Linked DNA regions of Mus musculus: regions 1, 2, 3, 4 and 6 are each linked to region 5. The links are chromatin contacts, called in public Hi-C, HiCAR-type and HiChIP or PLAC-seq maps. All regions are on one chromosome and are shown on one strand. Each heading gives the region's core, a stretch centred on a gene start, on an enhancer-like site or on the middle of the called end of the contact. The rest is flanking DNA. Distances are from core to core; before and after follow the strand shown.

The links. A called contact is a pair of places that touch in the nucleus more often than the background predicts. HiCAR-type assays count read pairs that join an accessible place to other places. HiChIP or PLAC-seq counts read pairs in DNA pulled down with a chosen protein or histone mark.
Region 1: a contact with region 5 is called in a Hi-C map of liver, with 2.9 times the contacts expected there. The contact joins the enhancer-like site here to the promoter of Maf in region 5. A contact is called at or near these places in 2 of 39 promoter capture datasets (hippocampal neurons and liver), 2 of 484 Hi-C or Micro-C datasets (both in liver), 7 of 115 datasets of contacts at active chromatin or transcription factors (SST interneurons, VIP interneurons, embryonic stem cells and 3 more) and 1 of 9 other capture datasets (embryonic stem cells).
Region 2: a HiCAR-type map of Th2 cells shows a contact between it and region 5, with 14 times the contacts expected there. The contact joins the enhancer-like site here to the promoter of Maf in region 5. A contact is called at or near these places in 12 of 39 promoter capture datasets (3T3-L1-derived adipocytes, the C10 cell line, the HPC-7 cell line and 5 more), 5 of 484 Hi-C or Micro-C datasets (Th2 cells, bone marrow-derived macrophages, muscle stem cells and 2 more), 19 of 115 datasets of contacts at active chromatin or transcription factors (SST interneurons, T-cell acute lymphoblastic leukemia, Th2 cells and 15 more) and 1 of 9 other capture datasets (embryonic stem cells).
Region 3: a Hi-C map of nephron progenitors shows a contact between it and region 5, with 3 times the contacts expected there. The contact joins the enhancer-like site here to the promoter of Maf in region 5. A contact is called at or near these places in 7 of 39 promoter capture datasets (the 3T3-L1 cell line, embryonic stem cells, hippocampal neurons and 2 more), 4 of 484 Hi-C or Micro-C datasets (nephron progenitors, palatal mesenchyme and uterus), 7 of 115 datasets of contacts at active chromatin or transcription factors (SST interneurons, craniofacial prominence, embryonic hindbrain and 3 more) and 1 of 9 other capture datasets (embryonic stem cells).
Region 4: an H3K4me3 HiChIP or PLAC-seq map of embryonic limb bud shows a contact between it and region 5, with 5 times the contacts expected there. The contact joins the enhancer-like site here to the promoter of Maf in region 5. A contact is called at or near these places in 4 of 39 promoter capture datasets (the 3T3-L1 cell line, hippocampal neurons, liver and 1 more), 2 of 484 Hi-C or Micro-C datasets (nephron progenitors and uterus), 4 of 115 datasets of contacts at active chromatin or transcription factors (embryonic hindbrain, embryonic limb bud and stem cell-derived neural progenitor cells) and 1 of 9 other capture datasets (embryonic stem cells).
Region 6: a contact with region 5 is called in a HiCAR-type map of Th17 cells, with 4 times the contacts expected there. The contact joins the enhancer-like site here to the promoter of Maf in region 5. A contact is called at or near these places in 12 of 39 promoter capture datasets (the 3T3-L1 cell line, the C10 cell line, HPC-7-derived erythroid cells and 6 more), 1 of 15 datasets of contacts at CTCF or cohesin (large pre-B cells), 23 of 484 Hi-C or Micro-C datasets (CD4 T cells, CD8 T cells, Sertoli cells and 13 more), 34 of 115 datasets of contacts at active chromatin or transcription factors (CD4 single positive thymocytes, CD8 T cells, DN3 thymocytes and 24 more) and 1 of 9 other capture datasets (adipose tissue).

The regions. Positions count from the first base shown.
Region 1 is chr8:116,288,832-116,293,137 of GRCm38.p6, forward strand. All of the region lies in intron 2 of Gm31278 (a long non-coding RNA gene), which reads right to left. Among named protein-coding and RNA genes, the nearest start is that of Gm31278, 61 kb to the right of the region's middle. Within about 2 kb of position 2,015, at least 3 of the 459 cell types and tissues checked have an H3K27ac peak or open chromatin away from gene starts, as enhancers often do. A contact at or near this core is called in liver, where this site is marked.
Region 2 is chr8:115,134,454-115,139,018 of GRCm38.p6, forward strand. All of the region lies in intron 8 of Wwox (WW domain-containing oxidoreductase), which reads left to right. Among named protein-coding and RNA genes, the nearest start is that of Gm39257, 180 kb to the left of the region's middle. Within about 2 kb of position 2,563, at least 5 of the 459 cell types and tissues checked have an H3K27ac peak or open chromatin away from gene starts, as enhancers often do. A contact at or near this core is called in Th2 cells, where this site is marked.
Region 3 is chr8:116,259,619-116,264,086 of GRCm38.p6, forward strand. It overlaps Gm31278 (a long non-coding RNA gene), which reads right to left. Exons shown (of 5, transcript XR_879224.1): 5 at 3,586-4,214. Among named protein-coding and RNA genes, the nearest start is that of Gm31225, 71 kb to the left of the region's middle. Within about 2 kb of position 1,878, at least 21 of the 459 cell types and tissues checked have an H3K27ac peak or open chromatin away from gene starts, as enhancers often do. A contact at or near this core is called in craniofacial prominence, nephron progenitors and palatal mesenchyme, where this site is marked.
Region 4 is chr8:116,239,837-116,243,982 of GRCm38.p6, forward strand. It overlaps a transcript of Gm31278 not described here. Among named protein-coding and RNA genes, the nearest start is that of Gm31225, 51 kb to the left of the region's middle. Within about 2 kb of position 1,510, at least 6 of the 459 cell types and tissues checked have an H3K27ac peak or open chromatin away from gene starts, as enhancers often do. A contact at or near this core is called in embryonic limb bud, where this site is marked.
Region 5 is chr8:115,704,195-115,708,829 of GRCm38.p6, forward strand. It overlaps Maf (avian musculoaponeurotic fibrosarcoma oncogene homolog), which reads right to left and starts at 2,700. Exons shown (of 1, transcript NM_001025577.2): 1 at 1-2,700. The coding sequence starts at 2,669. The coding sequence ends at 1,557.
Region 6 is chr8:115,177,149-115,181,749 of GRCm38.p6, forward strand. All of the region lies in intron 8 of Wwox (WW domain-containing oxidoreductase), which reads left to right. Among named protein-coding and RNA genes, the nearest start is that of Gm39257, 220 kb to the left of the region's middle. Within about 2 kb of position 1,418, at least 18 of the 459 cell types and tissues checked have an H3K27ac peak or open chromatin away from gene starts, as enhancers often do. A contact at or near this core is called in CD8 T cells, DN3 thymocytes, Th1 cells and 4 more, where this site is marked.

The DNA of each region.
Region 1 (4,306 bases), core at 765-3,264, 580 kb after region 5:
GGCTTCACCCAGCTGGATCAGCAGAAAGGGTAGTCACTCAACACCAAGACCTGCAAATGCCCCTCTCTTCCCTCAGGACCGCAGATTCCAATGCGAAATCCCCAGAGGTGCAAATCACAGGAGACCCAAGGCCCTCCCAGAAATACATGCCCCCCACCCCCGTAAAGGAGCTGGCTCTCAGCAGATTGTCCCTGCATCTGGTCATGAGTGGCCGTGATGGGGAGCAGAAGGCAGAGGTAAGACCAGGAGGAGACCTTGGAGGAAATCCTTTAAAGTTCACAAAATTTAATTTTGTCCTGGTTTTGTTCGAGGCTGAGGGGTCAAGACATTTCTTATTTTATCCAAATCAGCTCAGAAACCTCCATAGAGGGGACAGGGTGCTGCTGTAATCTTTCCAAAGCCCTCAGCGAAATCAATGTCCCTGCTCTGCCCTGAGACCCCTAAAATGTCAGTGGAAGTTAGAACCTTAAATAGCCTAAAAGAGGAGCATCATCACTCCTGCTTTCAGTGATAAACACATGGAGTGGAAGAGCCAGTGATGTGTGGGCTGCATGCCAGGAGGGTCAGCCTCCCTTATTTCTGCTGCTTTGTGCACTGGGCATGACGCTCAGATCTCCTACTATCATTTTGACAGGTCCCTTCTCATCAAGGTCATTTCAAGGATGTGTTCTCACCACAGTGGGGGCCAGCCTTTGGTGATAAGTTCTTATTGGTGAGCCCTGCCAGCTCTTGTCTGTCTTTAGGTGCTATCATAGGCTTCTTCTCTGGGACAAGGTTGTGACAGAGGCTCTTAATCTGTCTTCAATACAACCTCTCTGCCCTATGCTGCTACTCACAGTTGATAAGAAAGTCTAAATAGGGGACACCATTGTCCCCAAGGCTTAAGAACATTAATACCCTGACTAAAATTAAAGTTTTCTGTGGGGTTGGAGAGACAGCTTGGTGGCTGGGAGTACTTAGGGCACTTGTAGAAGACACTGGTTGGGTCCCCAACACTTACATGGTCACTTATAACTGCCTGCAACTCCACTTTCAAGTGATCTGATGCCCTCTTCTGGCCCACATGGGCACCAGGCAGCTACACTATGCACACATTGCAAGCAAAACACTCATAAACATGAAGTATAATACAGTTTAATTCTTTAAAATTAAAAAATGTCCAAAGATTGATTCTTTCTTCTCTCTCTCTCTCTCTCTCTCTCTCTCTCTCTCTCTCTCTGTGTGTGTGTGTGTGTGTGTGTGTGTGTGTGTGTGCGCGCGCGCGCGCGCGTGCGTGCATATACATGCAGAAACCCAAGGAGGTCAGTAGAGGGCATCATATTTGATTAGAGCTTGAGTTACAGGTGGTTGTAAACAGGGCCAGGAACAAAACTCAAGTCCTCTGTAAAAGCTCTCAACTGCTGAGCCATCAACCTACCATCTTTTTTAAGCAATTTATATTAAATTAAGGTTTTTCTAATCCTAACTGACTGTGGTTTCCACCAAGCCTCAGCCTCTTGCTCACGGATACACAGATAAAATTTGATTGGCTCTATTCCAAACACTTGGATGTTAAATTAATGACATACTATTTTTGGAAAATGAAACTTGAGAACTGTTTCTAAATGGAAACACATTACAGTAATGATTTTTTTTTGTAATTATCCAAAGGTTTGAATTAGAACTTAATTTTTCCCCTCAGACCCCATTCCAAAGCCTACTAGTCTCATTGCATACTCTATTTGTGTCTCAGTTTCCATATTTTGGAAAGATGATCTGTAACACCTCCAGTGCCATTGTGAAAGCTCCAAGTGACACTTTCATATCCACTAGGTAGCTGTATGCTGTGGTTAGCTTTCTCCCACCTTCCAAACACAACTTCATGTATCCCTCCAAACCAGATTTCCTTCTCTCTCCCACCTGTCTTCCAATGCAACTTTTATTGGCACTACAGGCTGATCTTAGCTCTGCAGAGAACCTGGTACTTTCTAGGGTACACTCTGACCCGTGAGTCACCCCTGTCCTTGTTTATAGGAAAGGAGGTCTCTCTATCGTGGACTCTCCATCAGCAATGGGCAGAGATGCCAAAAAATCAAAGTGCAGTCTTGGGACATTCAGCAAACATTAACCACCTCGTTAGAGGTTATTTCGCATCTGGCTCCATCATACACCAATTAATCATGTCCAAAGGATGGTGAGTGTGGGAAGGCTGCTCACAAGTGATGGATGACTACCATGCTTGGGTGCTTTTAGAACTAAGCTGTGTGGAGGAGGCAGCAGGGCAGGCTGGGCATCACTATCCTGGGAAGGGTCTGGGTATCTTTATTCCCTTTTGGGAAAATGTGCTGAGGTGTCCGACAGTATCTCCAGGATCCCACACGGATATTCTAGGAGCTTATGTAAAATGGTTTGGTATTTGCATATAACCTATGCACATCCTCCTTATACTTGAAGCATCTACAATTACTTATCATTCCTAATATGCGATGTAAATCATTGTCACATCAATGACCAGGAAGCAAGACTGTACATCTTTAGCATTGATAATTCCTTTTATTTCCCCAATAAACTCATCTCAACACACAGAATGGCTCTGTGGACACAGAACCCACAGACACTGTGATAGTTAATGTTGACTGCCAACTTGACAGCATCTAGACTCACTGAGGAAACAAACCTTTGGGCATGACTACGAGGGAATTTCTGACTGGTTAATTGAGGTAAGAAGATCCATCCTAACTGTGGGGTGGTATCATCCCATGGGCTGGGGTCCTGGACTGAATGAAAAGGGGAAAGTCAGCTGAGCACCAGAATTCATCTCTCTCTGCTTCCTGACCATGAGTGTAATGTAAATAGCTAACTCAAGCTCCTGCTGATATGGCTTTATTGACACAATAGACTGTGCGTGCTAATGGTGATTCAAAAGAAGCCCTGTGCCTTCTTTACATTGACCTTTGTCAAGTATTTACACAGACCTACTGCAGATGGACAAACCAATTCTATATGAAAAATCATTCTAGCGAAGTCCCTTTGCCCTATCAGCTAGACAACATAATAAATCATATATCCTGAGTTGGAGAAGGGACATCTCTTAGGAAAAAAATTACTCCGTCTTTTTCTTTTTTATCCTGAACTAGATGAAAGTCCTGATAAAGGCTAGGAAGAAAAGAAGTACCATATCCATTGGTAATTCACATCAATGACCCATCACAAGGAAATAGAAGGGAATGGAAGAAGCTGAGATCCAAGGGATCTGTTATTGTGAGCAAGGCTGACTTAATCAAACAGAAGTAATCTGCACCTAGTCTCCATCTGCTAAGTGAGAATTAAGAAATGTGTTACCAATCATGTAGATGAGAGGTGGAGATTAGAGAATATTCACAAAGCATTTGGTACCGTGTGGAGAATGTCATGAAGACACTAAGAAATTCTAGCAGGTGTCATGCCTTCTTTGCAGTTGCCATACTGTTGAGGCAAGAAGAAAGGGCTCCCTGAAAAGAGCTCATGGGTAAGTGCCACAGTGACTTCTGCACAGGGGACAACATCTCTAATTAACTCGCACAGAAGACTTCCCGGACTTCTACTGTCAGCCCTAATGACATTCCCTTTGAGTTTCTAAGAAGTAAGGGAGGTGGATAGTAACATGGAATCTACACCACATTTAATCTCCTCATCTCCCCCAAACCTCCTTCTTTATGGATGTGCTAATTCTCTGTGATAGGAAGAGAGACAGAGACAGAGAGGTCAAGTCCAAAGCCAAGTGGTAAGAAGTGTTTAGTCCTACGTTTCCAACTCAGTGCTGTGGCTTCTCCAAGATGGCACTGGCTCTGTGCATTTCTTGTGGGCTATGTTCATGCACTATTTCTTCAAAAAGCAAGGTAAAGGAAATCTACGTTGGGAATCCATAATAAGGGAATCCAATTTCAAAATACATGGCAATGAAGTAACTTGTCATAAGTGATATGGCTAGACATGATTTTGTGTGTGTGCATACACATGTGTCTGTGTGCATGTAGGAGGGGCATGAATAGGTATGCATGCATGGACCATGAATGTGGAAGCCAGAGGACAGCCATGATGGGTATTGCTTCTCCTCAAACAATGGTGCAGACTTTTTTTTTTTTTTTTTTTTTTGTCTCATACACGGCATCTCAGTGACTGGGGACCCAGCAATTAAGCTAGCTCCAGGGATTCTCCTGTCTCTGTCTCCCTGACAATTACAAGGGTGTGGCACCCAGTCAGACATTTTTATGTAGGGTTGAGGAATCAGACTTATACCCTACTACTTAACCTGTACTGGCTGAGCCATCTCCCCAAGTCCTAATGA
Region 2 (4,565 bases), core at 1,313-3,812, 570 kb before region 5:
TTCTGGAATTCACTCTGTAGACCAGGCTGGTCTCGAACTCAGAAATCTGCCTGCCTCTGCCTCCCAAGTGCTGGAATTAAAGGCGTACACCACCACGGCATTTGTCTTCATTCTTTCTCAGTCTCTCTCCCCTTTCTGTGACAGAATCCATCCTCTAGGCTGTCCTTGAACTCCCAATGTATCTATCTCCACCTCATGAAGGCTGGGCTTACAGGAATGAGCAACGTCAGGACTTTGTACTATACACAGTGGTCACTCTGCCAACTGAGCGAAGTCTCTGGTCCTTTGTGTCCCTTCCCTTCCCCTCCTATTCCTCCTCATCCTCGCCTCTCTTTCTCTTCCCTCTTCCTCTTCCTAACCCTCTACTCTCACACCCTCTTTCTTCCCCCTCCCTTCATCCCTCTCCTCTTTTTTTCCCTCTGAGCTTTCTTTCTTTTCCCCTGGTCTAAGCCTCCTGAGTTATATGCTGGCCTGCTTAGATTTCTTGTTCTTTTCCTTGCCTGCCTTGTGTCTATCTGTTTGCTCTCCAGAGTCCTCTCTTGGCAACCGAAGTTTCAAGATGAAAGGGCAAAGGGGGAGCATTTCTGGGTGTCTTGAAGGACACAAGTTCCTGTACAGATACGGGGTCAGAGGGTTGGGCTTCTGAGCTGAGAGTCCCCCCTTCCCTCATCAACAGAACTGGAACAATTTCTATCTCCAGCCGGGAAAAATTGCATGTAGCTTTGTCTTTATTTCCTCCGACTTCTTTATCTCAGTCCGCACGACCAATCCTGGGACTATTTCAAGGGACATTGCCAGGCTTTCTTTCCTTTGGCAAGACAGAGCCTGTGTCACCTTTAGGTCGGATTCTAAGCCTTTTACATTCTGTCCCTCGCTGAGAAAATATAAAGTTACCTCCTCATCCATTGTCTGGATAAACACAGTAAATAACGTACACGGTGCCACACATCTCCAGTGCCACTAAAGATGAGGCAGAGACAGGAGAAATGCTGTGGGTTCGAGGTCTGTCTGAGCTACCTAGTAAATGCCAGACCAACTAGGGCTATAAAGCAGGACTTTGACTCAAACAAAACAAAACAAAACAAAACCCAAAAGCAACCAAAAAAAAAACCCCAAAACCCCAGAAAACAAAGACAAAAAGCAAGGGAGAGATGCACTATGTTCTCACAAAGCAACTGAGTCCAGGGAAGCCCAATCTCGTTAATACTTTATAAAGGAAAGGAAGGAAAAGGCAGTTCTTTGGGGTTTATGTTGAAGAAGCAGTGTTTTAGATGATGTTGTAGCAGGGCACACTGCAGATAAATGAACCATCTTCCAGATAATAACCTAGGAGGGCTCCGCGTGTCACACATCACACCAATAAACATCTTACTTAATTGAACAGCAAGCGTTTGTCTCTCTTCCATTTCTCACAGACACTGGCTTCTGCAGAGTCTTAGGAGAGGCCAGGGTTCCTCGGAAGCTGGCTCCACTAGGAGGTGTAGCCTCCTTTTCCAAAGCTAGATTGAGGTTGATGTAGGGACCCCATAGTGGGTATAAAATCATCAGCCGAGATAACCAGCCCTTCTCTATGCGTGTATAAATAAAGGTGTGATTTGTTAACAGGAGATTGTTAACAGCGTTTCCTTTGGTTTTTATTTAGAGCAAACTTGAAATATTGCCGGGGCTTAGGGTCTCTGGTAAGACGACAGTGGTCCAGGCCAAGGAGAAGGGCACAGTGTTCTGTGGGTCCATAATACATTGTGCAGCTAGCACACGGTCAGACCCCAAAGAATAGAGTCATTTGTTCACACTTCTCGAAGCCCAGTGTTGGTAGTTCTACATGTGGATGGCCTAGCCCAGACAAGGGCATTGTCAGCAGGCAGCATGGAGCCAACTGAGCTTGTAAGCAAGAGTGCCAGGCTTCTACCATAGAGCTATCTGGCAGTCAGGGGTTGGGGGGAGAATAGCCAAGACTCATGGTCCTTCAAGCCCAGAAGGACCCTTAGTCTAAGGGCATAATCTTCCCTTCTATCTTTGCCAGCTGCCATATGTCTCCCCGTGCTCTGACCCTCTGCCCGAGTACCCCAACCCCATCCCCAATGACTGGTACCCTCCTGCCCATTATCCCACAGTGCTTGAAAATTTTGTGAAGCCTCTTTGTGAAGATGCCCCAACATCCCCCTGGTGCATTTGGCTAGTGCCCCTCCTCTGGTCCTGGAACACTGAAAACTCTTTATGCTTCTACCTGTGTGGACTTCAACATTCTCTTCATTATTCACCCTTGCAAGCCCCACAGAATTCTTGGCATAGTGTAGACACTCAGATGTTATTTCTCAGGTGAGGGAACAGACCCATGAGCAAACAACTGAACGGATGAGCGAGCATGGGCTTTTGTCCTTGCAAGACTCCGCGCGCCCTTTCATCTCAGCAGCATCTGTGAAACACACCTACCTCTTTCTGATCTTCATTCTCAAGCAGTTTTGAAATGAGAACCAAAGCGGCAACGTTTTGCTCTTGGTACCCCAGGACCTCACCCACTCCCGACACTCGGGGCCTGTGTGGTAAGGATCTCAGATCCGGAGTGTGTGTGGCTTGTGTGGGGGTCTGTGACTAAGGGAGCCACCCGGCATACGGTGGTGAAACCCGAAAGGACGACTTGAGCAAGTAATTTCTGAAGAAACCCAGCAGGCAGGGCAGGAGAGGCACGATGTGGAACAGGAAGTTGCAACTTGGCCATTTGTAGCTCCATCTGGGTCTCCTTTATGGAACCTCAGCCTGGAAGAAGCCTGGCTGCTCATTTCTAAGCTTTAACATCTGTACTGGAGAAGAGAAGATGAGTTTCTGGATTAATGTCATACCAAAACCAAATAATAATAATAATAACAATAACAACAAACAACAAAACAATAATAATGAACAGGTAACATTTGGTCTTGCCTACATTAGATCTCTCTATTAGAAATTCTATTTAAAATGTTTGTTTGGTTTTTTTTTTTCCCTCCTCTTGGGACCAGTCTTGTTGGGTCCCCTCCATGCTTGGTTCCAGTGGAACTAAAGGGCAGCAAGCTGGCTGAGCCATCTAAGATGTACGGTCACCTCCACCCCTGCCTAGGACCTCTGTACAACCAACACCTAAGCGCTTGGCTGACAGCTGCCGTCCTTTTCTGTTTGCCTTATTGCTTTGCGTCTAGCATGTCAGCTCACTAGAGAAATGTCATCTGACTAGGGACAGTCAAGAGTCACCTAAGTCTCAAGTCAACAAGGCCACTATCCGTGCTGCTTCTCCATGCGGCTCTGGGAAGCTGATCTGTCTACTTTGGTCCCTAAAGTGTTGACTCTGTTCCCTTTGTGTCTAGTATTTGTTTGAACACGCCGCTTCCAACTATATGTGTGTGTGTGTGTGTAAGAACTAGAGATCTGGGGGAAATGGCAGCAGGGGTGTGTGTGGCGTGTGTTTGTCGGGAGTGAGGGGATGGTACTTGTCCGGAAGGCTCAGAAATCTCTGTGACCTCCCTTGGAGAAGGAGACTTCCTTGCAGTGTCTCCCGAAGACCCCAGGTTCCAACAGAAGACATTGATTCGCCTGGTTAGTTATGACCTCAGAACTTCTTGTGGCTCCCTTCTTTCTGATCCAGCTCCCAAGCAAAGCCAAAGGCAGAACGAATGTGGGCAGAGACTGGCTTAAGGAAGCCTGGCCCTTGCTCTGGTCCTCCAGATTGCTCTCACTAAAGCCTTGCTGTGTTCCTTTCTTAGAGAAGCTTTCAGCCCTCTTCTTATAGGACACTGTGAAAAGTAGGCACAGATCCTCTCTAAGCATGGGGGAGACTCTTTGCATTTAAAAAACAAAAACAAACAAACAAACAAAAATCCCAAAAGAATTCATGTCATTGTGGAGTATTCATAAAACAAAAGAGAGAACAGATAGACGTGAAACAAACTATTCACATTCCCAGCCACACCCTCTGTGCGTCGTTCATTTGTCTATTTACTTCCAGTCTTTTGTTTTCCCGACCTATTAGTTGGGCATTGATTTGCTTCTAAGCAAAAACTGCCATTACTAGCATACCATCATCAGTGACAAGAGAAGGACATATATCTGTTCAGGGCAGGTGGCTGGGACCTTCTCTTCTCAGTTGCTTGGACTCTGAGACCATATATTAGACAAGGGTTTCTACTCTGCCACCTTGTTTTTGTACAGGACTGTGTTAGGGACAGGGCAGAGAAGTCCTTTTCTCCTGAAATAGTTGAAGTTGACTGAAGTTCCTGTGGTGTTTGTAGACAGAATCTTTCTAGCCTGCAGGGAGAAACTGATAGGGCCTTCTCGACAAAACCCCCTCCAAAGGCATTGGACAAAACCCTTCTCTAAGAGTGCATGCAAACACGTTTCAAAGGCATTGGACAGTATCCCTAAGACTGCATGCCCTCACACCTGAAACAGCAGATACCCAAGAACAAACAGGGATTCCTGGTGGCCGAGGATTCTCTTTCTTATCTTGGGAAGTTGCACTAAGTGTTCCAACTGGAATATAGAATTGCATCTGTATCCCAACACAGTTGGTAACTGCAGGAGGTACTGTGGGGTGA
Region 3 (4,468 bases), core at 628-3,127, 550 kb after region 5:
AACATTGAGTACCTCAGCCATAGATATCAAAAACACCATCATGGAAGAAACAAAACCTTACTGGGAAAGGTGCTGTTGGGTGGCAGGTGGTTTAAATAAACCAGCACATGAAAATGATACAATGTACTTTATAGGCAGTGAAATTGGAGCAAAGAAAACAGGTGGACTGGAGAGATGGCTCAGCCATTAAGAGCGTCTTGCAGAGGACTGGAATTCAATTCTCAGTACACACACAGGGTGGCTCACAACTGCCTGCAGCTACCATATACCACACACACACACACACACACACACACACACACACACATGCACATCTTACCAGAAGCATGCTGTCTTCTGATCATTCAATGACCCTGAGTCATTTTGCCTGTATCTTGTGTACCCCAAGAACAGACAGAGTTCTTCTCCTTTTCATTCCCTTTCTTCTGTCTTTGCAGATCTGTGAGCGGAAAGACCCTTGCCAAGAGCCGAGAAGCAAACTCAACTCTCCCTTGCCCTCAGTGCTGGGAGTTGCCAGGAAGGAGCTCAACTGGAAATCTTTGACTATTCCTCTACCCCATCTTTTCAGACTTTGAGTTGTGCCATCTCAAACAAAGACTACGAATAGTTCCCACTAGCCTGAAAGGCCCATTGTTGGGAGGGAGCTAAGCAGAGTTGTCTCAGCTGGTCTCACACACCTGCAATCCCTCTCAGGAGGCTAAAGTAGGGTCATCAAGAGGTTAACATCAGCCTGTATTGTAGGCCCTGCTTTGAGAAGCCAACCAAACAAAGTAACATAAAATAATGCCACTGGTTTTTTGTTCAAACTTCAAGACAGGAGCCTAAGATTTTTCATCCACAGGAGATCTTGAAGCAACAAAATCAAGTGTTTGACAACCTGTGACCAGACTCAGGGTCACGGCCTGTGTACCCAACCAAGCCAACCATCTTCAATAAGCCAATTAAAAGAACCAAATTAATACTGAAGAGCAAAAAGAGCAGATTCATTCAATGTGGCCAGATTGGAAAGAGAGACAAAGAGACCTTCTAATCCAAGTCCTTCTGTAATGGTAGTTCACAAAGAGAGCAAGCTATACAAATCACCAATCTGCCTGGTATAGGTGAGGCCCCTGCCTTCAGCTACCTTGGCTAAGATGCTCTCTGTCAAGGGGATCTGACAAGTTGTAAGTCTATCCAGGAAACAAGTCCCCTCCCCTGACCCCTGCCTTCAACCTCTTCTTCCTCCAGTAATAGGAGGATTCTTGTTTCTTGAGGTCCATTATTTCAATGGTCAGATAGGCAAAAAGGATAACTACACTTGTTCCTGACAAGCAGGCTGATTACAAACTGAGTGCCCCGCCCCTGCCTCCCTTTATGAGCAGTTTTCCCATTACTCTGTATGGCAAATGTTTAAAATTTCAAGCTGGATCTTCTATTTGTGGCATGTAGGATTTATGGTCTTTTGATTTCGGGTTTTGTTTCTTTTCTTTAAAAAAAAAAAAAAAAAAAAAAAAAAAAAACAGGCTCTGTGACTATTTCCCACCTTATCCCCCTCCCCCGCCCCAGTTATCAAAGATTATAGTATTCTAAAGTATGTAAAATCATAAGTAAGAAGGAAATGTCTCAAGATGCTTCTTAGGTCACATCTGAACAACTCTTGACATCCTACGTTTGGCCTGGCAAAAGAAAAGGCATCCCTTATTATGACTTCCGACCAGGATGGGAAAAGGGGTTTCACTTTGAGTCTGAGGGGAATCTCCCTGAACTCATAGGAACCCTCAGCAGGTTCACCTCTGAATTTGTGTGTTAAGGGCAAGCATCTCAACCACTAAGGACCCAGGTGGTGACAAATGAGTAAGCTCCCCCAGGGAGGTAAAACCAACCCAGCATGCCTTTCTCCCAGGCCAGGGGGCCTGAGCAGGCTGTCTGCACTGTGCGTTAATCAACTCTGCTCTCAAGTTACTGTTTGTCTGTGGGAGGAAATGCCAGGAAGAAATCCCTGAGTAGGTTTAGGGCTTACTTCAAGACTGATCTTTGGGACAGATAGACTTCAAGTTTTAGAGGCTTTTTCTTTAAGTTATAAGGTAACAAATTCATAAAAAAAAAAAAAGATCAGCTTTGGGGTTCAGATAATCACAGCAGAGTTGTTTGTTAGTTTTTAATTTCTGTTTCTTTGGGAATCTTGCTAGGGAGGCAGTGCATACACGAGGGAAGCGATTCATACAGAGTGTGTTAAATGTTCACAGTGTTGTCTGGAGAGCCTTAGGTCTTAAATTTAATGACTTCCCAGGGGTCCAAAGCCACATCTAGACAGAAATGAGAGTCATTTTAACCTTTCTGAACCCCTCTTTTTCTCACACGGTGTGTGATTCTCTGTTCTAGACGGTCTCAGCCTATCTGAGAAGGAGCCACAGCGGAGTCACATGCCATTTTTCTCCCTGTTGATCACTTCTAGTTTTGTGTGTCCTTGCCTCATTTCCTGCATGTCTTCAAAATTGATCGTTTTATTAATTCTTTGAAAGTTTAATACATGCATCCAATGTATTTGATCACATTCATTTCCCCACTCCTCCCATACCCACCCTCCATGCCCCTCCCTATTTCATGTTCTCTTTTGTATATGTAATGTTCATATGTGTATATATATAAAATGTATATGTATATATATATAATTCATATATGTGTATATAATGTATGTATATATAATGTTCATATATGTGTGTGTCTGTATAATGTGTCTATATGTATATATGTATATAATGTTCATATATGTGTGCATGTATAATATATGTATATGTGTCTATATAATGTTCATATATGTGTGTATTTAATGTATGTGTATGTATATATATATATGTGTGTGTGTATAACATATTTACATATAATGTTTATATGTGTGTGTATATATATAATATAAACCTATTGAGTCTAATTAGTGCTGCCTATATGTACATGGATATGGGCCATCCACTGGAGCATGGTCAACCTAGCAGAGGCCACACCCTAAAGAAAATTGATTCTCCCTCCCTCAGCCACCACCAACTATTAATAGCTCCGCAGCTAAAAGCTGGGGACTTGCAGCCCCTCCTTCCTTCACGTCTGGAGGTTGGCTGACTTGATCTTGCAGGCCTTACAGTGATAACCACAGCTGCTGTGAGTTCATCAGTGCGGTGTGCCTGGCACATTCATTTCACCTCTGTCCTCCCCAACCTCTGGCCCCAGTAGTCCATCTACATATTCCCTGCACATTGCACGGAGGGGTGTGATGTACAATCCTCACTTACTGTTGAGCACTCCACAGACACAGAAGAGAATGGCTGTACCTCATGTGAGAGATGGTAGCTTTATGAGGTTCAGCGTTCATATCCTGCCAGCAGAGTCTCAGCTCTGGGACCAACCATGGACAATGACCTAACTGTGACCTGAGTAGAGAATGGGAATGCATGCCTCACAGTAAATCATTTCTTGAAGAGACTTGAAATGGTGTCTAGGTTTAGTATACAATCACCTTGACATAAGAAACAACTCATTAGCTGCTCAAACCATGGGTGGTGTTGCCCCCAATGCCTGCTATTTGAAGAAGAAGAAAAAAAAAGATTAGGCCACAATTTTGCAGGTCTTGTGTTAATCTGAATTTGATAGCAAAATAACAAGAGAGAAAGCAAAACAACAGAGCCACAGAGGACCCTTGGGTGCCAGCAGAAATCCCTTCCAACTTGCCATGTTTCCACAGGAAGTTCAACCGTTCAAGACAGAGCGTGGCTGCTCTGCTAGTACAGTAAGAAATGCCTGGTGACTGCAGGGAGGAGAAGCTGGAAGCAAGCAACAGGGTGCAGCTAAGCAGCCAGGGAGTTGCTCTTCCCCACCCGCTCAGGGGCAAACTCAGAGAAACTTTGTGCAAGAAAAGCAATTTACTTAGCTAGCTATTTTCTAGATTTGCTCAGCAATTATTTCAGCTATTTCTGTTTAGATTAGACTTTTTTTTTCCTGGTCCCTGACCAGTGACTTTCTGCTCTGCTGGGTGGGGAAGCCTGGGCGTCATCTTCTCTCCTGGTAACTGAGCAACCCCGGGTGGAGACGGTGGGAGCGCAGAGTGGATTGTATCTCAAAAGTCGCAGGATCTCTTCGAGGTTAGCCACTGCCGGGAGAGTCCTCGGTAGTAGGAAGTCACTCGGTGCTGAACTCTGGGAATCACTGGTTTAGGAGGTTGGGGTAACCAATGGCTTCAACAGCTCCTTGGAAAAATAAATATCCCAGATTTGAAGATTTTTCTGATTTCCTGATGTACGCACGTATTTCCAGCAGGCCCTGGTTTTAGGCTATTAATAAAATGCTACTGTGTAGCACTGAGAAGAATACAGGATGAACCAGCCTGCCTCCATCCTAGGCTTAAAAACTAACACATAGTGAGGATGAACTACATTCATTCCTGCTTATGATTGAACCTCTGTTTTGCAAGGGTTGAGCTATACCACACCTGTAACCTTAA
Region 4 (4,146 bases), core at 260-2,759, 530 kb after region 5:
GAAAAATCCTAGAAGTAAAAAAAAAAGCTATTTGGAAGTCTATGTGTTTGTAATGCATATTACTAAACTGTCCTCCAAAGGGACATTAAGTGACATTCTTAACTCACAAGAGCATCTTCTCCACAGCCTCACGAACATCGAGCTTGTAGGTAAAAAAATAAATTCTTCCAGTTATCCTAAGTACCATAAAGACTCCCCAGTTAACCAGTGTGAACTGTCTGATACTTGAACAGCACACCAGCAAATGGAAATCACACTATACATGGCCAGAAGGCTACCTTCCCAGAGTCCTCCTGGACCTGGATAGCCATGGGTAGGGGACACAGGTCTATGGAACACCAGTGCCACAGTGAACCTTCCTGTCAGAGAAGTTAGGAAACTGTAATGTCAGGGGGAGGGGAGAGATTTTACTTGGGGCCTTTAATCTAATTAACTTAAAGGTACGTTTGGAGACAGGTGAATTGGTTGGTGTAAGTACAAGAGATGAGGAAGAAGCAGAAGGAGATATGCAGGTGGGGATTAGGAAGGATGCTTCCGTGCTATGCAGCCAGTACTCAGCTACCTCATCACCAGTGCCAGGTGATTAGCATATAAAACAGGTGCAAAGGAGGGGTCTGGGAGGCTGTCAAAGTGCAGAAGAGCAAACTGGCAGGTCAGCCCACCCTGGTACAAACCACACTCCTCGCGCCAGCCTCTTGGGAATCTCCCGGCCTCCTCCTGTGACTCAGTTTCTTCCCTGGTACTCTAAAGGATCTCTGATTTCACAGGGCACGGAGAGGAGTAGCCGGCCAATGAGCTTTTGCAGAGTGTCCCAGTTCCCAGCACATTGGAGATTCTTACATTGGATTTGAAGCTGGACATTTGAAGGTGGCACACACCTGTGATTTCAGCCCTCTGGAGGCTGATGCGAAAGAATCTTGGGTTGGGGACAGCCTGGAGTACATGGTCAGAGGCTTGAAGGGTAGCCTGGGCTATGAGCACCAAGAGGCCGGGTCTCAAAACAAAGCAACGGTAACAAAATAACAAAGAACTATCAACCCAACCACTGCTCCATGATATGATGACTACTAAGTGGGTGGAATTAGTTTCTACTGACTTATTGGGTCTCTGGAGTCTTGGGCCAGAAGGAGCTGAACACCAGCTATTCTACCATGTCTAAGTCTGGTTTCTTCACCTATCAGAGGGGGATGCTGACAGCAAACTCACTTTTGAAACCGTGGGATAACGTCGCCTAAACTGAATGCCTGATACAACTGAAGGGGTTCTCAGCAAAAGCCCATTATTTGCAATGTCGGCTTCTGCTTAGGCCCAGGGGTCCTAGGAAACATCTGAGATCTGTGTGTCTTTCTGAGGCAGCTTCACCTGGATTCTCCCAGAAGCTTGGACACGGACACACCGTTCCAGAGCACAGGAGCTCTGCCGTTCTTGCCCCCTTCTGTTCAGCCAGCCCTCGGGACCAGGAAGAGGACTTGGAGAGGCAGCTGAACCCTGCCTCTCCAGCTCTGGTTGTCGCCTCTAATTCACTGTGAAAGGGCCTCAGCACCACCCCCGTGAGGTCCTTAAATGTTTTATGAGCTCCCTGAAATGCTCAGATAATTAAAAACACTTTCTTAATTTAATAGCTTGGCTTAATGAAACCAGGACTTTATGTTTTCTTTGGAAGGGGGTGAGCACCCCAGCCACACTTATTAATTTTTTGAGACTGTGCCCAATTGTGCCCAGGGATAGAAGGAAACCATTGCTTCCAGGGGACAGGGGCTTTCCTGAGCCTGTGACAAGTCTCAGGCTTATTAGAGCTCATTATATCCTGGGAGCCTGAAGACCTAAATTAGCAATCATCTCGGATGACGTGGCAGGCTATTATTAAGGAGGCCACTTATTACAGAAACATGGAATTATCAATTAAAAAGTAGGCTTCCTAGGCCCCAAAGGTACGATCGGATTACCTGGGCCACTCTGGGACTCACTTCCAAGGCCATAGAGCAGAGCAGGACCCTCTGGGAGGAACTACTTCTGTCAAGCTTAATGAACATGATCCCCTGAGAAAGGAAATGCCATCATTTAAACAAGTTGCATGCAAGCCCAGTGGGCCTGGGAGGTACCCACCAGAGCCTTCATTCCAGCCTGCAGTCATCATCGAGCCTCTAGGAAGTAGGAGTCCTTTGGAGACACTGCTAGCCTTTCCCCAGGTCGCCTGGGAGGGTGGGGTGTGCTGGAGCTTACAGTCAGAGGCAGTAGTGCTGTGGATGGGGGCTGAGAGCAGCCCTCAGGAGAAAATTCTCTGTGCTTCTTCCCAACACCGCAGATCAAGTTCATTGTGTCAATGGCTCAAAGCCAGTCATGGTGGCATCATGGACAGCAGAGAGACGGGCAGATGTCGGCAAGTGCCTCTTCGTGCCCTGTTCAGTGCATCACGGCTCTAGATTCAGGTCCACGTTTTGAATGGCCCCTTGAGTCCAATCACAAGGCATCTATTAGCTTCCCAGAGCTTTCTTCACTCTGACCAAAAGGAAGATCAGGCACTTCCTACGTTTGCTTCGTGGTGTTATGATCAGTGTCTAGTTCTTGGTGCTCTTCTCACCCCATTACGTATCTTTTTGTATCACCAATAAGCAGCAGGAAAGGTGGCTCAGTCAGTTAAGCGCATGCCTTACGAACACAAGTACCTGAATTCTAAGCCCAGACTCCACATAATGTAAAAAACTGAGTGTGGTAGCAAGTGCTTGTAATCTGGTGCTGGGGAGGTGGGGATGGTTGGGTACTTGGGGCTCTGTGGACAGCTGGCCTTGTCTACTTGGTGAGGTCCAAGCTAGTGAAAGACATTAAGGGAAGGAAGGAAGGAAAAACGGAAGAAAGGAAAAACAGAAGGAAGGAAGGGAGGGAGGGAGGAAGGGAGGAAGGAGGGACAGGAGGGACAGGAGGGTCAGGAGGGACAGGAGGGACAGGAGGGAAATGAAGGAAGAAACTAAAAAACTATAACCAAACTGTCTTTTACATGTACACACACAAACATTTACACATTGTATATGTATATGTGTTTGTGTATGTGTATATGTAATGCAGATATATCATAAGCAGAGACATACACATCATATACACATGTATATACACATAACATACATATACACACATATACATACGCTGTATACCAACTATGTCCTCCACATTGTTGCTCCAGCTGGGATAATAGCCATGAACTAAAAGAGACCATGGTCCCTCCTCACAGAACCTGACAGTGAACAAGCATGCATGCACATGAGAAGGAGGTCAGAGCTGCAATGAAAGTACAGCAAGGCGGGAAAGGGTCGTGCTGTAACCAGAATCAGGCGCTTCCCCTTTAAACTAGGGGAAGTAGAGTTACAAGCACCAATAATACTTTCTCAGGCCCCTAGACTTGTGCAGACATAGGAGTCACATGCAGCCTTGAACAGAAAGCAAATAGCATTGGTGGCAATTGTTTAAATGTCTTGAATGACAGCAAGTGCTAGTGACACGGCTGCCAAGAGCACATGAGATACTTTTCTTGTCTCAGCTCTGAGATGTGCTATGGGTGTGGGACACTGATCCCAGGAAAAAGAAACTGCCTATTTCTGTCATTTCTTCATCCCCTCCCTTTCTCAGCTATCTGCCTGCACAGCAACCCGTGCTTTTTCCAAGGGTAAGGCGCTAGGTTTTAGGAAGCGACTTAATAGGATTGTGTGGCCAGGAGAAGGGAGAACGGAGGCAGGTAGGCTGGTGTGTTTCCATAAATCATGCAGATTTTAATTGGAAGTGGTCCTGTTTTCTATGGTAGGAAGGCAAGAAGACAGAGGCAGTTCATTATGCTGGTGTGTCAGCCTGATTAGGCGGGACTGGGTACGTGGAGAGAGGGCCAGCAGAGACTAGCCATCCATTACCAAGACTTCAGGAAATCAATTAGCTGTTGATGGAGGCTCATGAGGAATCCATACTGAGCTGTGTTCCTAAGCAGGATGATTGGTGGAGGCAAGCCAGCTGAGTTCGAGGTGATTTTCCCAGCGAAAGGAAATATTCCAATCTTCCTGCGTTATGAGAGAAAGAAAAGAGGAAGAGGAAGGAGAGGAGGAAGGAGGGAGGGGAGAGAAGAGAGAGGGAGGGAGACAGAAACAGAGAGAATAAGTGTGTGTG
Region 5 (4,635 bases), core at 1,450-3,949:
AAAATAAAATAAAAAAAAATAAAACCAACCAAAAAATAATTGGGGCAGATTTTTTTTTTCTTTCTTTTCAAAGAAAATTTAGACTGCTTTTGGCAATAGCACAATTTAAAGTGCCCCAAAGCAGGCATCATTGTTTCTAAAAAGAAAACATTTAATTTACGTTCTATAATATTTGCCATATAAATTTGTAGCCCATTCTGCTATCTTTGACAAGGAACGCCTTCAGTGCATGTACAACGGGAGGCTGAAGTTCATTGTAACTCAAAGCAGTCAGGAGTAGAAGCAAACTGTCAAGGGAAGAAGGCTCTGGGGTTGTACTTTTTCTGTTGTTGTTTGGAACTCAAAAAAGTCATGAGGCTGTAAATCAAAAGTATGGATGTCATGCGCTAAGTCTTCAAAAGTCCATTTCCAAGCCAAATTGGGGGGAAAAAAAAGGAAAAAAATAATTATACCATACATGTCCAGCATGCAGGCTTCTTTTATTAATATAATGTCTCTTTTCCATAATGTCTTTGAAACTGTTATAGTTCATTGTTGCTAAGACAAAGTAGCAAGCATCGTAATGCATGAGATGAGAGTAAGTTTGTTTTTGTGTTTTTGTTTGTTTGTTGTTTAATGGCAGACTAAACTTTCAGATTTGGCATCATAAGGCCAAAACTCACAAGTCACACCCAGAAGGTTGATGTAGGCTTGATTGTGGCAGGTTCAGGAGTGGCTTTAGTTCATTCTGTTTTAGCATAACAATGCTAAGATAAAACCCCCGTGGAACTCAGCTCGCTGCAAGGTCTATAGCATTTCACATTTTTTTTTCCTTTGCAAGCTCAATCAGAAGAACTCAGAAGGAGGGGAAAAAAAAACCCTGCTTTTTTTTTTTTTCCTTTTATCTCAAGAACATGGTGCAGGGGTGGGGGTGGGGGGTGGCAGAGGCTGGGAAACACAGCAAGCTCCAAAAAATTAGTAATAGTAATAATAAACAAAAACAAAGAAGAAGAAGAAGAAAAAAGAAAATCCAAACAAAATAAAACACACAAACACACACACACAGAATGAACACCAGCTCATGAGCTGAAGAAGAAGAAGAAAAAATATATATACAGGCAATTGATGGCCCGGTTCAAAGGTGAGCTATGCCCTACATGAAGTATGCTGCTCAGATCTTTGACCCTTGTGCAAGTCCAGGGTATGTGTGGGGCAGGCGGTGTAAAAAGAGTAGTAGTTGTAATAATAATAATAATAATAAAAAAGAACAAAACAACCAAGCTAGCAAGTTACGGGGGAATTCAGGTTGGCAATCCATGAGCCAGACACCCTTTCCCTCCCCAATTCAAAAGAGCCATCACCACCACCACAAGCTTGGTGTGTGTGTGTGTGTGTGTGTGTGTGTGTGTGTGTGTGTGTGTGTGTGTGTCTGTTCAGGGCCAAGGGGAGCAAACTCGCCAGGGGAGGGGGCGAGGTGGTGGCCGAGCGAGCTTGGCCCTGCAACTAGCAAGCCCACTCAGGAGCGGGACCCCCACGGAGCATTTAACAAGGTGGCTAGCTGGGATCGCGTGTCACACTCACATGAAAAATTCGGGAGAGGAAGGGTTGTCGCTGCTCGAGCCGTTTTCTCGGAAGCCGTTGCTCACCAGCTTCTCGTATTTCTCCTTGTAGGCGTCCCTTTCGCGCACCAGCCTGGAGATCTCCTGCTTGAGGTGGTCTACCTGCTGCAGCAGCTGGTTCTTCTCCGACTCCAGGACGTGTCTCTGCTGCACCCTCTTGAAGCGGCAGGACTGGGCATAGCCGCGGTTTTTCAGGGTCCGCCTCTTCTGCTTCAGTCGGATCACCTCCTCCTTGCTGACCCCGCGCAGCTGCCGGTTCAGCTCGCGCACCGACATGGTCACCAACTGCTCGTCCGAGAAGCGGTCGTCGAAGTGCAGGCCGCCCGCGGCATGGTGCGGGTGCAGGGCGCCCCCCGCCCCCGCCGTGCCCCCGCCGCCGCCTCCGCCGCCGCCGCCCCCGGCGCTGGCCGGGCCACCGCCGCCCGCGCCACCCGCGCCGCTCGCAGAGGCAGACGCGCCGCCCGCGGCTCCCGGGGCGCCGGCCGTCGGATGGTGGTGGTGCCCCGCGGCGTGGTGGTGGTGGTGATGGTAGTGGGGTGCCGCGCCGCTCTGCGCGGCGGCCGCGGCGATCACGGCGGACACCACGGCGGCGGCGGGGCCCATCTCCTCGCCGCTGCCGCCCAGGGAGGCGCCGGCGCCGGCCCCCGCTGCCGCGGCCAGCTGCTGCGCTCCCCGCGCATAGCCATCGAAGCCACCCTGGAGCTGGTGGCTGTTGCTGATGAGCGCCTCGACCGCGTCCTCCGGGCTGAAGCCCAGCGCCTCCGGGTTGAGCTGCTGCGGGTAGCCGGTCATCCAGTAGTAGTCTTCCAGGTGCGCCTTCTGTTCGCTGCCCGAGCCCGGGCTGGGCGCCGAGAAGCTGGGGGACGGGGGCACCGAGCTGCAGGGCGTGCTCATGGGGGTGGAGGACAGCGAGCCCCCGGCGATGAGACGGCCGCACTGGCTGATGATGCGGTCGGTCTCCACCGGTTCCTTTTTCACTTCAAACTTCATCAGATCGAAGTCATTAACATATTCCATGGCCAGGGGACTGGTGGGCAGGTCGGAATTGTTCATTGCCAGTTCTGAAGCCATCCTCCTGCCTCCGCCGCCACCGCCGCCGCCGCTCCGCCAGATGGGCTGCAGGAGAGGGGCCAGCGGGCTGTGCTGGGTGGCCAGCGGGTGAGCCAGCTTGCCGGGCTAGGGCGCTTCTAGCTTGCGCGGCGGTGGCTGTGGCCCGAAAGCTCGAACGTGCACACACCCCCCGCCCTGCCCGCAGCCCCCCGCGCCCGCCCTCCCTCCCCCTGCTCACGCCAATGTGCTCTCTCTCTTTCTCTCTCTTGCTCTCTCGCTCTCTCTCCTCCGCTCGCCCCGGGCCCCCTCCTCGCCTGCTCGCCTCCCTGAGCTCCGATCCCGGGCGCTTCAGGCTCGGGAAGGTCCTCCGCGGCTGGCGGTGACGGTGGTGATGACAGCGGCAGAGAGGATGCCGGAGGAGCACGGCCCGGTGCGCGGCGTCCCCGGCTCGCCGCTCCGCTGCGCGCTTTGCATAAGGAGGGCTCGCCTAAGCCGGCCGGGCTGCAGGCGGGGCGCGCGCGGAGGCTGCTCCGGGGCTGTGTGGCGCGGCGGGTGGCTGTCCCGGAGGCGCCGGCCTCCACACCGGAGTGGTTAACACTTCACGCTTCTCTCCTCTTCTGCCTGGCTCTTATGGTTACTATTATTATTTTCTTTTCTCTCTCCGGATCCCTCGCGTGCGCGCGCTCTCTCTCTCTCTCTCTCTCTCTCTCACCCTCTCCCTCCGTGCAAAGTGCAAGACCGAGGTGCAGGCCGGCTGGAGGCAAGGGAGGGGGGAGTTAAGTTCTTTCTTCCCCCACTTTTTTTCTTTTGGTTTTGGTTTTTCTTTTCTTTTCTTTTTTTCTTTCTTATTATTTTTTTAAAGCAAAATTGCAAGTCCTGGGCCAAGGCAAAGCCGAGAGCAAAAGGGTTGGGGGGAGAGGCCGAGCGGACGAGCAGCCCGAGCTACAGCTCCAAGATGAAAAGAGATTTTAAAGCCTCTGATCCCAGCGAGAAGAGTTTAAAGCAATTGCTGAGTTTTATAGCACCCGTGACGTCAGGCTCAAATGGGAAATTGACTGGCACTCTCCGCCAATGGGAGGCGGCGAGAGCGGCAGCGATTAGCATAATAGTATAGAAACAAGGAAACTTTTCGGAGCTGTCAATCACAGCCCAATCAGCTGACTGTCAGCTGGGACAGGTTTGCTTAACCCTTGCGGCGCTGCTACTGGGGCGCAGCCAGGGAGCAACACCCCCCACCACCGGCCGGTGCGAAGTTTAGTGCACCAGGGGACAGAGTTTACTAAAAGGGCGGCTGGAATCCGGTAGGACCCGGGAGGATGGTTTGCTTTCCTCGGAGTTCGAGAGAGGCCTGCCCGGCTGAACCGCAGCTCTCATGCTGCAGAGATCCGCCAGAACTCCCCTGTCCCCTGCCGGTCCCGCACCCTGACAACGTGCATTTATTTGTCTTGCAGTTTTCGATCTTTGATCCATCCTCTGCATCTTTCGTGGCTGTTGATGGGGGTAGCCGAGTGCTTTCCTTCCTTGAATCTGACGCTCCAGGGGCCCAACTTGACTGAACTCTTTGTCCCTCTCTGCAAGTGAGGTGATCAGATGGGGGCGCCAAGGGTGCGGGGACCCAGAATGCGCGCGGGGATCAGTGAGCAGTGCGCCTGCACTTTTTTTTTTTTTTTTGATTTCACGCGGAGAAGAAAACCAGTATAACTCTTGAAAAAGCAGGGGGCTTAAAGTATATAGGGACTAGCTGCCCCCTAGCATCTTCTGTCCTTGGAGGGACAGACAGAATGATGGTGCCAGCAAGTTGTTCTGGGACACTTTAAGCCTGAGCCTGATCATCCCGGCTCAACCCTCAGCCTCAGGACTCTAGAATGGAGTTTGGCTTTTGAGAAATATTCATATTCATTTTCTCCTCTCTCCTCTCTCCTCTCTCCTCTCTCCTCTCTTCTCTCTTCTCTCTTCTCTCTCTCTCTCTCTCTCTCTCTCTCTCTCT
Region 6 (4,601 bases), core at 168-2,667, 530 kb before region 5:
ACCACACCTGGCATTTTCAATTGAGCCCTAAGAATCCAACTCAAGTTCCTTATGTCATCAAGGAAAGTATGCTACCAGCCGAGCTTCTCCTAGGGCACCAGGACACATGCTTTTGTAAGAGGCAAAGGCAGAGGTAGAGAGATGAGGGCAAAGCCTAGGTGAAAACGAAGCAGAGCTTGGAGACTCAACTCGAGTCCAACGGTACTAGGGATGGCCATCCATCCCTTAGAGACTACCAAAGGAACCCCACTTTACTGAGAGAATGCCTTTAGCCTCTTGTTCTCAAGGGTGCTGGGACAACAACTTCAAGCCAACACAGATACCAGGAAGCTAATGTGATGGATATAGACACAATAGTCTTTTCGATGACCCCATGACCCACATCCAACCTGCTGCCTTTTTCCGCATGCCAAACCGTTAGCGTTAACAACCCACACCTTCCTTTACATTCTTCACTCCTTTCTGCTTAATTTAGCAATCCCAGCCTCTAACCTACCCTGACATCCCTTCTCTGTCTTTCGGTTACTCTGCCCTTTGTCACCTCGGCCTCCCCTTCCTTCCCACCTTTCACCCTGCTATCCTTCAGATCTCAGCTCAGCATCCCAATCTCAGAAATTCCACCCACCCTAGGCCCCAGCCTCTGCTGGCCAGAATTGTTGCCTTTGTTCCAAGGTCTCTCCGAACCACAATCCCCACTTTCTGCCACTTACTTCAGCCTGCCGTTCTTCATTACTGTTTGCAGGACCTTGGTGAATATCTCCCGTCTAGTCTCAACAAGTCATTGCAATTGGACCAAAGTTAAACCTGCCAGGAGATAGGCCAGGGCAGCCACTCGGTAAGCACTCATGGACACCAAGTGAATAAGAAAAGTGTTTTGTAGTAGAGATAGTGGGAACAGTATCTGGATGACACCATGACATTCACTCCAAATGGAAACCTTCCATAGTATTTAACTTTGTTATTTATGCTAAGTGGCAGGCAATGAAGTTATTTTTTCAGTCCTCTGCCCTAGGCCTGCCAGCCTCCAGCCTTGCACACACTGTCTATCAGTAATATTACTGTATTAGTGCATAGCAAGGGATAACCTCTGTCCATGGTCCTCTGGGGGTCCCTGCCTACCCCAGGTCTTGGGGGCTATCCAATTCTCACCTCAGCTTCTTATGTGGACCTTTGATCTGAATTATGGAGTTCCACAAATCTTTTCCTTTTTGAGCCACATGGACTTGGTGCTGGGCTCAAGGTGGGCTTTTAGGAGCAACAGTACCTTGAAGACACTTAGCTCAGCGCTGCTTCCCAGGAAGGAGCGATGACTCATGGGGAGACGCGGTTTTTCTCAGAATGGTTTCTGTGGTTGTCTCGAGTCTTCTGAAGACCCTCGAAAACAGAGCAGCAAAAGCGGGACATCTTAGGGCTGTGCAGAGATAGCATCTCCGTAGGTTGAACATGACTTTGCCCTATTTTCCTTGGGTCCTCAGTACTGGCACAGTGAGTGGTAATAGAACATGTCCCGGTGAGTGAACAGACTTACTGGCGGTCTCTTTAGACATGTCAAACTGTAGTAACCATATCCAGGCCACAGTTACACAGAGTAGAATGTTAAACACTTGTCCACAGTGTTTGGGGACTACTGAAGACTCATGGGAAAATACAGGCTGCAAGCTGCAGGCCCGTTTCCCCCATCTCTCTCTTCCCTTCCCTCTTCAGCTCACCAAACATTTTATGTTTTAATCAACTTAATATTTTAAAAAACAATATGCTGAAATATATATATATATATATATATATATATATATATATATATATATATATATTTCCAGCATCACTCATGTATTCATAAAACTAGTATTTCTGGGTTGGAAATGTAGCTCGGTTGGTAAAATGCCTGTCTGGCATACACAAAGTCCCGGGTTCTGTCGTCTGTAAAACCTGGCGTGGTAGTGCATGCCTGTAATCCCAGCATTTGGAAGATAGAGGAAAGGGGATCAGAGGTACAGGGTCACCCTTGACTACTTAGCAAGTTCAAGGCCAGCCTGGGCTCTGTGACACCCTGTTTTGAGAGACAGAGAGAGAGGGAGAGGGGGAGAGGGAGAGGGAGAGAGGGAGAGAGGGAGAGAGAGACAGACAGAGACAGACAGACAGAGGAGAGGAGAGGAGAGGAGAGGAGAGGAGGGGAGGGGAGGGGAGGGGAGGGGAGGGGAGAGGAGAGAAAGAAAGAAGGAAGGAAAAAGAGAAAAACAGAAAGGAAGAAAGAAAAGACATTTATAACTTTAATGGAAACTTGCTTTTTCTTTAAGCTTCAGGCACTGATACACTTAATTATGCTTTTCAACAAGATTTTACATATTTAATACTCACTTTCAGAGCTTCTAGGTATCTCAATTATTAATTCTACTGCAGATTTATTGGTCTTGTGGCTCTCTCTTTAGTGTAAAGGTTGTAGATCCATCAAACATTGTTTGCTGTCTTCAAATTTCAACAGTGCTTTAAATCAAATCGAAAATCCAAAAAGCAGTATAACTCCATACAGGCACCTGTCTTCGTGACTGAGAAGGGCCAAGCCCCTACATCTTAAGACTTCCCCGTGGTCCTGATAGAGGGTCAGCAATGGCAGTGGGCCAGAATAATCAGAAAATGGTTTCTGACATCCAGTGGCCAGAGAGCAGCGTCTGCCCCAAAGATGCTATTTATAAAAGTAAACGCTTACAAATGGAGCAGAGTGTAACCAGAACTTTATGAATAAGTAATGAGGTCTAATTTTCTGTTATTATAACCATTGTTTAAAAATGCATGTCTGCCAGGGCATGGTAATGAGTCTGTATTACTTAGGAAAATCCTATGATTCTGTCCTTATTTTTAATAATTACTTTGTGACTTCTTCAGTGGAGTTTTTCCTCTATCAGAGTCTAGATTAGATCTCGGGGAGGGCAGTCAGACAGATGCCATCACTGCATTCCCAAAGGAGCTGTGGCTGGGCCAAGAGTGGCAGTGTGCTGCAGGCAGCCATTAAATCATTGCCACACCTTCTCCTTGTAGGTTTGGCTTATTCAGAGTCTAGATAGACATCTCCCTCCCCTCCCCCTCTCTCCCTCCCCCTCTTCCCCTTCCCCTCCTTCCCTCTCCCTCTCTCCTTCCCCTCCGTCTCCCTCCCTCTGCCTTTCTCTCTTTTTCTCTCTCTGTGTTATAGTATATGTGTATGACATAATGTGTATAGTGTAATCTGTCTGTTTGTGAGTGTGCTCACACACACATTTTTTTAGGAGAGTTGCACTTTCGTTTGTATACACATGCCTATAGAGGCCAGAGGTCAACTTCAGTTGTCATTCCTCAGTTGCTATCCACTTTTGAGACAAGGACTCTTACTGGTTTTGAACTAAAAAAAAAAAAAAAAGACTGACTGGTCCAACAAGCTCCAGGGATATGGTTATCTCCATTTCTTTAGTGCTGGGATTACAAGTATATAACAACATGCCTGCTTTTATATAGATAACAATATCTGTATCTATAGATAGATAGATAGATAGATAGATAGATAGATAGATAGATAGATAGATAGATAGGAAGGCACATAGACGGACAGACAGACAGACAGAAGACAGATATGGGAGTTCCTCAGGCTTGCAAGGCAAGTGCTTTCTTGAATGAGCTGTCTCTTCAGACCCATGCCAGTGCCTCTTCACCATCGAGGTGTTCATTGTCACATTCAAACATCCTGCCAATCAGATTTACAGGCAGTAGTCTGCAGGGAAATTACACACAGTAGGGTGTCTTTCAAAGGCCAAGAACTTCTATAGAGTTCAGCAGAAGCCTGAGCAGTGTCCTTGGGTGCACTGGCAGCTTGAGTGTGCCTCCTTGCCCTGGGTACTGTGTGGTAGGTGTGTGGATGTCCCTTTGCAGATGCTGTGTGGCACTGGCTGGATATTCTTTGTCCCTCTCCAACCTGACACTGATGGAGCTTCTCCATCTGACTCTGCAGTTAGGACACCAGGCCCTTTATCCACTTCCACTCTTCTTGCATTGAGAGAGATGTGTATCTTCCTTTGGACTGGAGATGGGGACTCTTTAGTCCTGGGGAATCTATGCTAATAACCTTCTTAAGAGTGAGATAAACCAATCACCAGGAGCCAAGGGGAAGTAGGCAGCTTTGTGACAGCCACATTAGAGATGTGAGTCCTAACCCCAGTGACACTTTTCCCATGCATGGGCATTTGGGGTCAATCCGCCTCACAGCTCTTCGTTGCACATAAAAATCTCCCAGATTTGGGCTGTCCATCCCACTCTGGTCCAGACATGGCAGGGTCCAGTTCTCAGGCAGGTGAATGACTGTGCCAGTGAACCCCACAGGGACCTTCAGTTCCGTCTTGGAGAAGCTAAACATAGCAGAATGGATAGACTCACAACTGAGGCCACACACTTTTACCTGACTAGTGGTGGGTCCAGGGACCTGCAAGCCAAGCCTTTTATGATGTGCTCCTGACATTTTTTTATATTAATGTTTTCTGATTCTCTACCTACAATGTTTTCCCATGCTGTAGGAGGATGCTATTTTAAACATTAATTGTCCTAAAAAGCCTCATACCCAATGTAAAACATCGGTCCCAGAG